Regions from separate parts of the Mus musculus genome. Here regions 2 and 3 are each linked to region 1. A link is a contact called in public Hi-C and HiCAR-type data. All regions are on one chromosome and are shown on one strand. Each heading gives the region's core, a stretch centred on a gene start, on an enhancer-like site or on the middle of the called end of the contact. The rest is flanking DNA. Distances are from core to core; before and after follow the strand shown. Region 1 holds the start of Igfbp5 (insulin-like growth factor binding protein 5). Region 2 overlaps D530049I02Rik (RIKEN cDNA D530049I02 gene). Region 3 has its middle 31 kb from the start of Pinc.

Region 1 (2,700 bases), core at 191-2,690:
TTGGGGTGGAGAAGGGAGTTGATAATTTAACCTGTTCTTTTTCAGAGAGGATTCTCTTGGGATTTGGACTTTGAGACTCAAAAGGAGCTCAGAGTCAGAATTGCCACGAGTTAGGAGTGGGGGAGGGTCGGGTTGGGGTGGAGATGAAGTGTAAACTGGTAGAGACGGTTAGACAGCCGCCTAGGATAGCTTGCTCTGCCAGGGATTCAAGTGTGAGGTGCAAGGACCCACCCCATCTACTCTCAGGAGCTACTAGGGTCTAAGCCACTTGCTGCGCGCGCAAAGCGCGCGGGTTCCCAATCGGTCCCCGGTCCCCACCCATCCAAGGTGCCTCCCTCCCCAGCTCCTGTGCCGTGCAACTGAAACCCCAGTAGCGCTCACCTATCTTGGTTTGCTCGCCGTAGCTCTTTTCGTTGAGGCAAACCCCGCGGCCGTGCAGCAGGGCGTGCAGCGGCTTCTCCTCATCCTGCCGGGGGAGGCAGCGCAAACCCTGGGCGCAGCGCTCCGTGTAGACGCCACACGACTGTCCCTCCGCCAGGGCGCAAGTCATGCAGCAGCCACAGCCGGGCTCTTTGACCAGCTCACAGCCCAGAGGGCTGGGGGGACACATGGACAGAGCTTTCTCGTCGCAGGGTTCACAGTGCACGAAAGAACCCAGGCCTTGAGCCGGTACGGCATAGGCGGCCAGCAGCAGGAGGACCACGCTGATCACCATTTTCTCGGAGTCTGGCTTTACCTCGGGGCGGGGCAGGAGAGCGAGAGTGTGTGGAGAAAGAGGGAGCCTGGAGATTTTTTTCCTTTTAAATCTCTTGCAGGTAGAGCAGGTGCTCTCCCCCAAACACTTGCAAAATATGAGGCAAGGAGGATTCAGATGCCTGCACGCAAGTCCCAATTGCGAGGATTAAAGACTTGCAACAGGTTGGGGGTGAAAAAAAGAGGCGCGCCAGGTGCACGCAGAGCGAGCGGAGACCGTAGAAACCCCCAGGCGGGATCGGGTCAGAATTGGGGGTGGTGGTGGAGAGAACCACAGAATTGCTCACTCCAAAGCAACAGAAATAATTAGCTTGGAGGCCTTGAAAAGGGAGGAGGTGAAGAAAAAAATGGATTGGGCTTAATTTTCCCCCCTTTGCTTAAAATCTAAAACGCAACCCCACTCCGCTCGGTCTCAGCGGCCAGCTGCGCTGCTGCCGCAGAACAGGTAAGAGGCGTCGGCGGCTGACAACAAGATCGGGAAAATGTTGAAATCGAGGGGGGAAAAAGGGCAAAAACCCAGACCTCACCAAACCTGGACCCCAACACCTGCTCTGTCACCACCTCTTCGAAACCCGCAGGTTCTGCGTGAAGTCCGGAGAAGGGTGCAGACCGAGGGGGGGGGTAACAAAAAGGAACAAAAAGGGGGAAAAAAGCCCAAACAGCTTTGCAGCTCTTTCCTAGCTCTTTTAGAAGTTTCCAAAGAGACTGCGGGCTCTGGTCGAGCAGGCGCTTTTAAATAGACGGCCCCTGGCTGCCAGCCAGTTGTAGCTGCAATTTGAGCTCCCCAACACCCAACCCATGCAAGGATGCCAAGGAGCTTTGCAGCGCAAACTCACACGGGGTGGGGGTGGGGAAGAGAGGCCTTCTAGACACGGGGGCTCCCCTTCGCTCCCTACACAGAGCCCTCCTCCTCACGGAATGTACGGAAAGGGCTTTGGGGGGGGGGCGAAGACAGGCGAGCTACAGAGGAGAGTAGGGAGAAGGTGGAGGGAGGAGTGGATGGCAGTACTCTTCAGAAGCTGGGTGAATACAATGGAGCGAGTCTGTTTTCCGACAACTAGCCCGGACACTGGCTGTTAGGAGTCACATTTTCTTATTAGCCGTGTATACCCTGCCCAAGAAGTCCTTTCCAACTTTAGAAAAAAAAGTGTCTAAGAGACCACTGAAGGTTTGTCTGTCTGTGTGTTTGTGTTTGGAGGACAAGTAGTGTACAGTAGCTGGTGAGGGGCATTGAGATAAATTTAAAGAGAAAAGGAGTGCGGGCGCGTGTGTAGACCCCTCCCCCATTAAAAGGGGCAGAGGGATTATGGCAAGGGCTTGTCATTATTGTTCTGGTGGGGTACTGATTTTAGTTAAAGCCAGTGGTCATTTTCCTTCACCTATATAGATGACCAGGGAATCTCTCTCTCTCTCTCTCTCTCTCTCTCTCTCTCTCTCTCTCTCTCTCTCTCTCTGAGTGTGAGCGTGCTATGTGCACTTTCAAGAAGGGATAACGCCCTCCACCCCACCCCCCTCCCCAGCTTTGTTGGGAGTAGTGACTGAGACCCTGGAGGAAATGCTGTGGGTTGTCAGTTTTATCTGGTGTCCTCATGGACACCTTAAATGTCCTTTTAAATGGAAGGAAGGTAGGATAAAGTGATAACCTTCTTGGGTTGACAATGAGGCATTTCTGTGGGGTAGGCAGATCCTGGAGTGAGCAGGTACCTCGCTGCAGGAGACCTTGTTTAAGGGTTAATATGTACCAAGGTAGCATCCTGGAGCCTGCACGTGAGAAATCCTCACCATGCCACAGGAAGCCCCAGATCGCTAGTCAGCACTAGGGACCATTCTTCCCTTAGGAAAATGAAAGAAAACCTAATTTTTGAAAGAAGGAATATGATGGCTTTAGCTTTTTTTGTTTGTTTTAAAAATTAATTTGACATGATAGGTGGTCTGTAGACTGCCCAC
Region 2 (2,736 bases), core at 67-2,566, 540 kb after region 1:
TTATCTCTATAGCCAGAGCAGGAGAAAATATATCATAGTTCATATGAGAGAGATAATATACCATAAGTTAAGTATGATAGGTGTTGACACTGAGTGAATACCAGAGACAATCCCAACAGTGGCCTGGGAACTGGGGTACATAGGAGTAGGTAGGGAAAAACTGGGGAGATTTAGGTTCCTGTTAATCATAGCTCTCTTTTATAGTCTCAAGAAAATGAAGGACTTTCAATATTTTCACTGAATCCCAGACTTTTGGTAAAAACCAAAATACCAGCTTAGACTGGCATCAAAGTTTATAGATGCCGAAGTATCATAGCGGCTGTGGAATGATGATGGGGAGCCAGTACACTCCCTCTGCTCTTACATTCCCATGCATCCTGGGATTTACTTAATAAACAGTGAATGGTTTAGATTACCCAGGGTAAAATCACAAGAATTGGGTACAAAGTATGCAAGGAAGAGAAGGGTGGCCGTTCTTACAGATGGCAAATCAAATCCCTATCATTAGGTTCATTCTGAGAGTTCCAAATTTCCACGCAGGCATCTGGCCATCTTGGTATTTGAGCTCAAATGGATGATGTTTCCTCCATGTGCAATGCCTGGATGTTCGACTGAGGGCCCTCTTCCAACATACATTCTTTCAGGCTTTGGTCAAAACTCCCTTTCAAATATTAAGTGATCTGAGAAAGCAGAAGGGCCAATAAAGATGGTAAGGACACATAGTGCCCATTTCCAGTCATTATTGATAGCAAGGTGATCCATAAGGTCACCTTAGCAGCTCAAAGATGTTTCAAAAGAAAGGTGCCCTTTCTCTATAAGACATTGTCCAGCTCTGGAAGTGCTGTGTGCACAGACTATCAAAACGGGAGCTGTGAAGATGTCACCTGCCAGCCTTAAATTCAAATTCCCCTCCTTTGCATCCAGTAGAGAAAGCCAACCAGATTGATTTCTAAAACAGAGGGCCTCAAAAGTACAACAGAAGGAAGAGTGAGAGAGAAAGAGCATCCACAGGCATCCAAAAGATTTATTACGTATGATATTCCTATCTATCTGCACATAATGTTGATATTTAAAATCCTTACACTGAACAGACTTTTTTTTTCTTTGAAAAAAAGAAAACAGAAGAGAGATACGAGCAGGCCCTGCTCGTTCACAGATGGTCCTGCAGAAGAGGGCAATCTTAGGAATTAAAATAAGCTGCTGGTGGTTACATAGAAAAGACCACAACAAGCTGCATCGTCAAGGCCTGCCAGCAGCTGCCTGGTCATGACCAGGAGGCAAGTGTGTGAGCCTTCCAACAGACAAAAAGCTCTGTGCCAGCCCAGGCCGGAGGTAATGGGCAATGGAGTATGGCAAGAGGAACAGAACTGCAAAGACTGTGATATGCAAAAGCAGCTTGGATCTAGGACCAGCCCTCCCTCATCCATCTCAGGATGAATGGTGCCTGGATAGCTCCTGGCACAGAGTGGAGGCTCTGTGTGAGCCTTTCAGGCTCTAGGGACTTTGGGGGGATGAAAATGTGAAAAACATGTTCCTACTCTTTTTAGTCACAAGACTGTGCTTTCTTTCCTCCATTGCATCTGATAGTGAAGAACAATAGAAACTGAAATTCACTCCATTGAGATTTTTTTATACAGAAAGGGAAGGCTTGTCAATTAAGGCAGCCAGTACAGGTTTGCTAAATGAATGAACGGATGAATGAATAAATCAAGAAACAAATGGATTGGCCAATCAGTGCCCTAATCATTTGTTCAATGAATCTTATTCATCGTTTTCTAGATAGTTTTATATTTAATAGAGTGGAAAACTAGACTTGGACTCAGAGGCAGACTTTCTGCTAAATTTATCCTTCTGCAAGTTTGTGCTGAATACTTGGGCTGTATGCTAGGCTGTCTGCTTCTACTATGACCTGACAGGATGCTGGAGCTTTGGTGAACAAAGAAAAAAATGTTCCTTTTGTGAATAAGAAGGGACATCTAATGAAATAAAAATCTCCCTGGGTAGATGGTGTTCTTTCATAGAGAAAGGTCAGGGGAGGACTCCCTGAATGTGTGCTGTTTTTACTGAAATCTTCAGAATAGAGGTCTGGGGTGAGAGTGAAATAGAAGGAAAATACAAGAAGCAAAGAGCATCCTAAGGCAAGAATGAGCAGAAGTTGTCAAAGTCAAAACACAAAATGCCACTGTGAGTGGGCAAGACAAATGGAGAAGGGATGTAACAGAAGGTCAAAGCAGCCAAGCAGGGCTTCTTCCTTTAGACAAATTTTCACTGTCAGGGAAGAAAGGCAATGGTCAATGTACTACCTGTGGATAGTTTATGATGTGCCATCTGAAACATCTCACTTAAGTATGACACTAGCCACATACCTAGAGTGACATTCAAGGAAGTACAAACAGACATTAAACAATATCATACCAGTCTCAACTACCCTCTGCCTTGACATGAAATGCCATTATTGCTTCCCTTAAAAATGAATCTAGGGAAAGAGTCATTACTTCAAAAGTATACAGGTAGACAGGGATCCAAAAAAAAGTAAACAAAATAATAATAAGTAGCTTGGAGACTTCCTATCTACACTGTGGATCAAAGAAGACTGCTACAGGGATAGGCATCCTCAAATTACTGCTCTGTGCACTAACTAGCCATGGGAGTTTAAGCAAATGGTTTTACAAAAACAATTGATTCTATTTGTAGGAAAAGTTCAGTCCCTGTTTAGTTTCTATTTCCATGATTTGT
Region 3 (2,749 bases), core at 71-2,570, 560 kb after region 1:
TGGTAAGACCTTCACCAGACCAGATGAGGCCCAACCACGTTATATGCAAGAAATTCGAATAAAATGCTGTTTTACTGAAAGACTATTCATTTTAATAGTAATTGCACTCACAAATATCTTCACACCAATATCCAGATTGGTATTTGAGCAAACAACTGGGCTCCCTAGCTTAGCTAAGTTGACACATAAAATCAACAGTAACCTTCGTCTTGTGTATCATTTATTAGAAATGTATTGTTATACTCCAGAAAAAGGATTTTAATTCTTCTATCTGGAAACCTCCTAGAGTTGGGGAAGAAGGATCTACAACCTGACATTTCAAAGGGTTCGGAGTCTTTGAAGCAACTGTGGCTGGAGAATGGAGAGAGAATCCACCTGCTAACATTTAGTGGGCTATTTTAATCCCACTGCTACAGTCATAAAACCCAATAATCCCCAGCCCTAAAGCTGGTCTCTAAAGGTTTGGAAAAATCTATTCTATTCTATATATACACAAAGGGAGCTTGCTGGTTTCTGTTTTTTGTTATCAATGTTGTTTGTTGGTTTATTTGTTTGTTCACAGTTTCCACAATGAATCCTTTCATAAAATGATAAATGAGATAGCTAGCTTCTTTCAGCTGAAGGAAACATTCGTGTCTTCATGCCATCTCCAGAAATGTCTGGCTCTAGCTGTGTCTGTATGTGGACATGCTTTTGTTCTTTGCCCCTTGGTTCTTTTTCTTAATTGACAAAGGGATGAAATAACGTCACTCAGGGCAGAAACACAAGCATTTGCCTAAGCACATCCATGCAAATACAAGCAAAATAAGCCTTAGTTCTTGGCGTGGTGGAAACACTGCTCTCCGTGGACGTCATTTGGCAGTTTTATTATTATTGTCCTCACATTTGAACAGAGAAATGGCCCAGAAAAGTAGCTCAGGTGTAAGGGTCTGTAAAATTATCTTCATAGATTTACTGTCTTTTTTTTTCGTTTCCATCATTTCAGCTTTAAAAATGCATTTGTAAAGGAAAGAAAGGATTCCTATGTAGAGATCTTTAATTTAGCCACCAGTTAATTTATTTCAGAATTGACATGCTTTGGCAGGGAGTCCATGCAAAAAGAAATGGAAAAGGTCTAACTACAGTGAATTGCTCACTATGAAAAAGAAAAGAAAAGGAAAAAAAATGGAGGTAGAGGGAGGAGAGAAAGAAAAAGAAAAAGAAAGGTTTTTCTCTCAATTTTGCCCTGACAGAAAAGATAGCATGTCAGAAGTCTGTGAGCGAAAGCAGGCACATCCCCAATAAGTTTGGCTATTGAAACAAGAGCTACACACTGCTTCTGGAGGATGATAGAGGCCAGAGGGGAGGGACCTGAGAAGAACATGATAAATTATTCAGCTTTACGAGACAGTGGTAAAAATATAAACGCGACCCTGTCACAAATCTTCGCACCAGCTGAATAAACTCATGCTAGGCGCTGAATCAGCAGCTTGTCTCTGATTAAAGCCAGTCGGGCTCAGGGCTTCAGGAAGAAGGCAGACACCCCTTAAGTTCCTTGGAAATGCCAGAGAGAACAATTTAGGAGAGGTATAAGGCTAAGAGGAAATGGTCGACTGGTGCTTAGCACAGGCTGAGGGATAGGTAGAGCTGTACTCACAGGACGAAGTCCTCTCTAAGTGTCTTAGTGATTAAGCATGACTTCATGAAGTCCACTCATGTCTGCTCTTCTTCCAGATGTGGTCCTCCATCTTCATTTCATCTTCCATCTGTATCGCTCTGAACTGTGCAGATCAAATGATGGGCTCCAGCATTTGGCCCTCTGCTCGTCCAATGCTGGAGCCCAGAAAGCAAAATGCAAGAATGTCCACCACTTGACAATTAGATAAGAATGCCTTTTTTCCCAAATCTCTCTGAAGTGGATCAAGAGATTGAGAACACACATAAGATGACAATTTGGTGCTCAGCCTTCTAACTCCCTGGATTCAAAGGCAGGCGCTGTACCCAGAGATGAGGCAGCTCTACCTCCTCAGTCACCCTTGTCTCTCCCCAAGAGGCACTGATAGGGTTAGATTTGCAGACTCAGTTAGTCACAAGCAGAGGACTTAGGACATGTCAGGCACACCTGGTAAGTGCTAAATAAATTTAGTGTCTTTTGACACCAAATTAAACACATACTGCCCACTCAAGAATTAGGAAAATTTGATGTTTCAGAGAAAAATCACCAGACACTCCTCTGATCTGCTCATTTGCATCTATTTAACATCTCAGTTCCTATGTCCATTCATATGCATAGCCAAAGTTGCGTGAATAATGGATTATCCTCTCTGATCACTCTCAGTGTGGCTATATACTCTTACAATTCACTGTAATGCTACAATGTAGTGACAGTTGTGGAACTCTATCAGTATCATGTAATAACAGGGCTTAATGAACCCACTCATAACTATTGGTGGGGAAGTTCTCAGACAATCCAGAATTGTGCCTAGCATGATTGGCCACCAAAGAACCATAGGGCAATAACAGTCTTCCCAGCACTGACAGCTGTTGAGGGAGAAACAGACTCCTGCTGAACCATGAACACATGATGCCACTGGGTGAAGAACAGTAATTCTTGCCAGATTCAGTGCCCTCATAAGGCAGCTCATCATGGCGAACCATTTGTGGGTTTAGGACCATATTACAACGGAGGATGCAAAGAAATGAAGGTAGACAAGGCTGTCAGATGGGCACACATACACACTCACCCCCAACCAGTTAGAATCTCCCAAGA

The links. A called contact is a pair of places that touch in the nucleus more often than the background predicts. HiCAR-type assays count read pairs that join an accessible place to other places.
Region 2: a contact with region 1 is called in a HiCAR-type map of astrocytes, with 4 times the contacts expected there. The contact joins the enhancer-like site here to the promoter of Igfbp5 in region 1. A contact is called at or near these places in 12 of 39 promoter capture datasets (the 3T3-L1 cell line, HPC-7-derived erythroid cells, embryonic stem cells and 5 more), 4 of 484 Hi-C or Micro-C datasets (cerebellum, nephron progenitors and uterus), 14 of 115 datasets of contacts at active chromatin or transcription factors (astrocytes, craniofacial prominence, embryonic forebrain and 8 more) and 1 of 9 other capture datasets (embryonic stem cells).
Region 3: a Hi-C map of uterus shows a contact between it and region 1, with 7 times the contacts expected there. The contact joins the enhancer-like site here to the promoter of Igfbp5 in region 1. A contact is called at or near these places in 16 of 39 promoter capture datasets (the 3T3-L1 cell line, the C10 cell line, the HPC-7 cell line and 8 more), 10 of 484 Hi-C or Micro-C datasets (the G1E-ER4 cell line, cerebral cortex, cortical neurons and 1 more), 10 of 115 datasets of contacts at active chromatin or transcription factors (cardiomyocytes, craniofacial prominence, embryonic forebrain and 6 more) and 2 of 9 other capture datasets (adipose tissue and embryonic stem cells).

The regions. Positions count from the first base shown.
Region 1 is chr1:72,873,425-72,876,124 of GRCm38.p6, forward strand. Igfbp5 (insulin-like growth factor binding protein 5) reads right to left here and starts at 1,441. Exons shown (of 4, transcript NM_010518.2): 1 at 382-1,441. The coding sequence starts at 715.
Region 2 is chr1:73,417,010-73,419,745 of GRCm38.p6, forward strand. The region is part of intron 2 of D530049I02Rik (RIKEN cDNA D530049I02 gene); the gene reads left to right. Among named protein-coding and RNA genes, the nearest start is that of Pinc, 11 kb to the left of the region's middle. Within about 2 kb of position 1,317, at least 8 of the 459 cell types and tissues checked have an H3K27ac peak or open chromatin away from gene starts, as enhancers often do. A contact at or near this core is called in astrocytes and cerebellum, where this site is marked.
Region 3 is chr1:73,437,186-73,439,934 of GRCm38.p6, forward strand. No RefSeq gene overlaps it. Among named protein-coding and RNA genes, the nearest start is that of Pinc, 31 kb to the left of the region's middle. Within about 2 kb of position 1,321, at least 5 of the 459 cell types and tissues checked have an H3K27ac peak or open chromatin away from gene starts, as enhancers often do. A contact at or near this core is called in uterus, where this site is marked.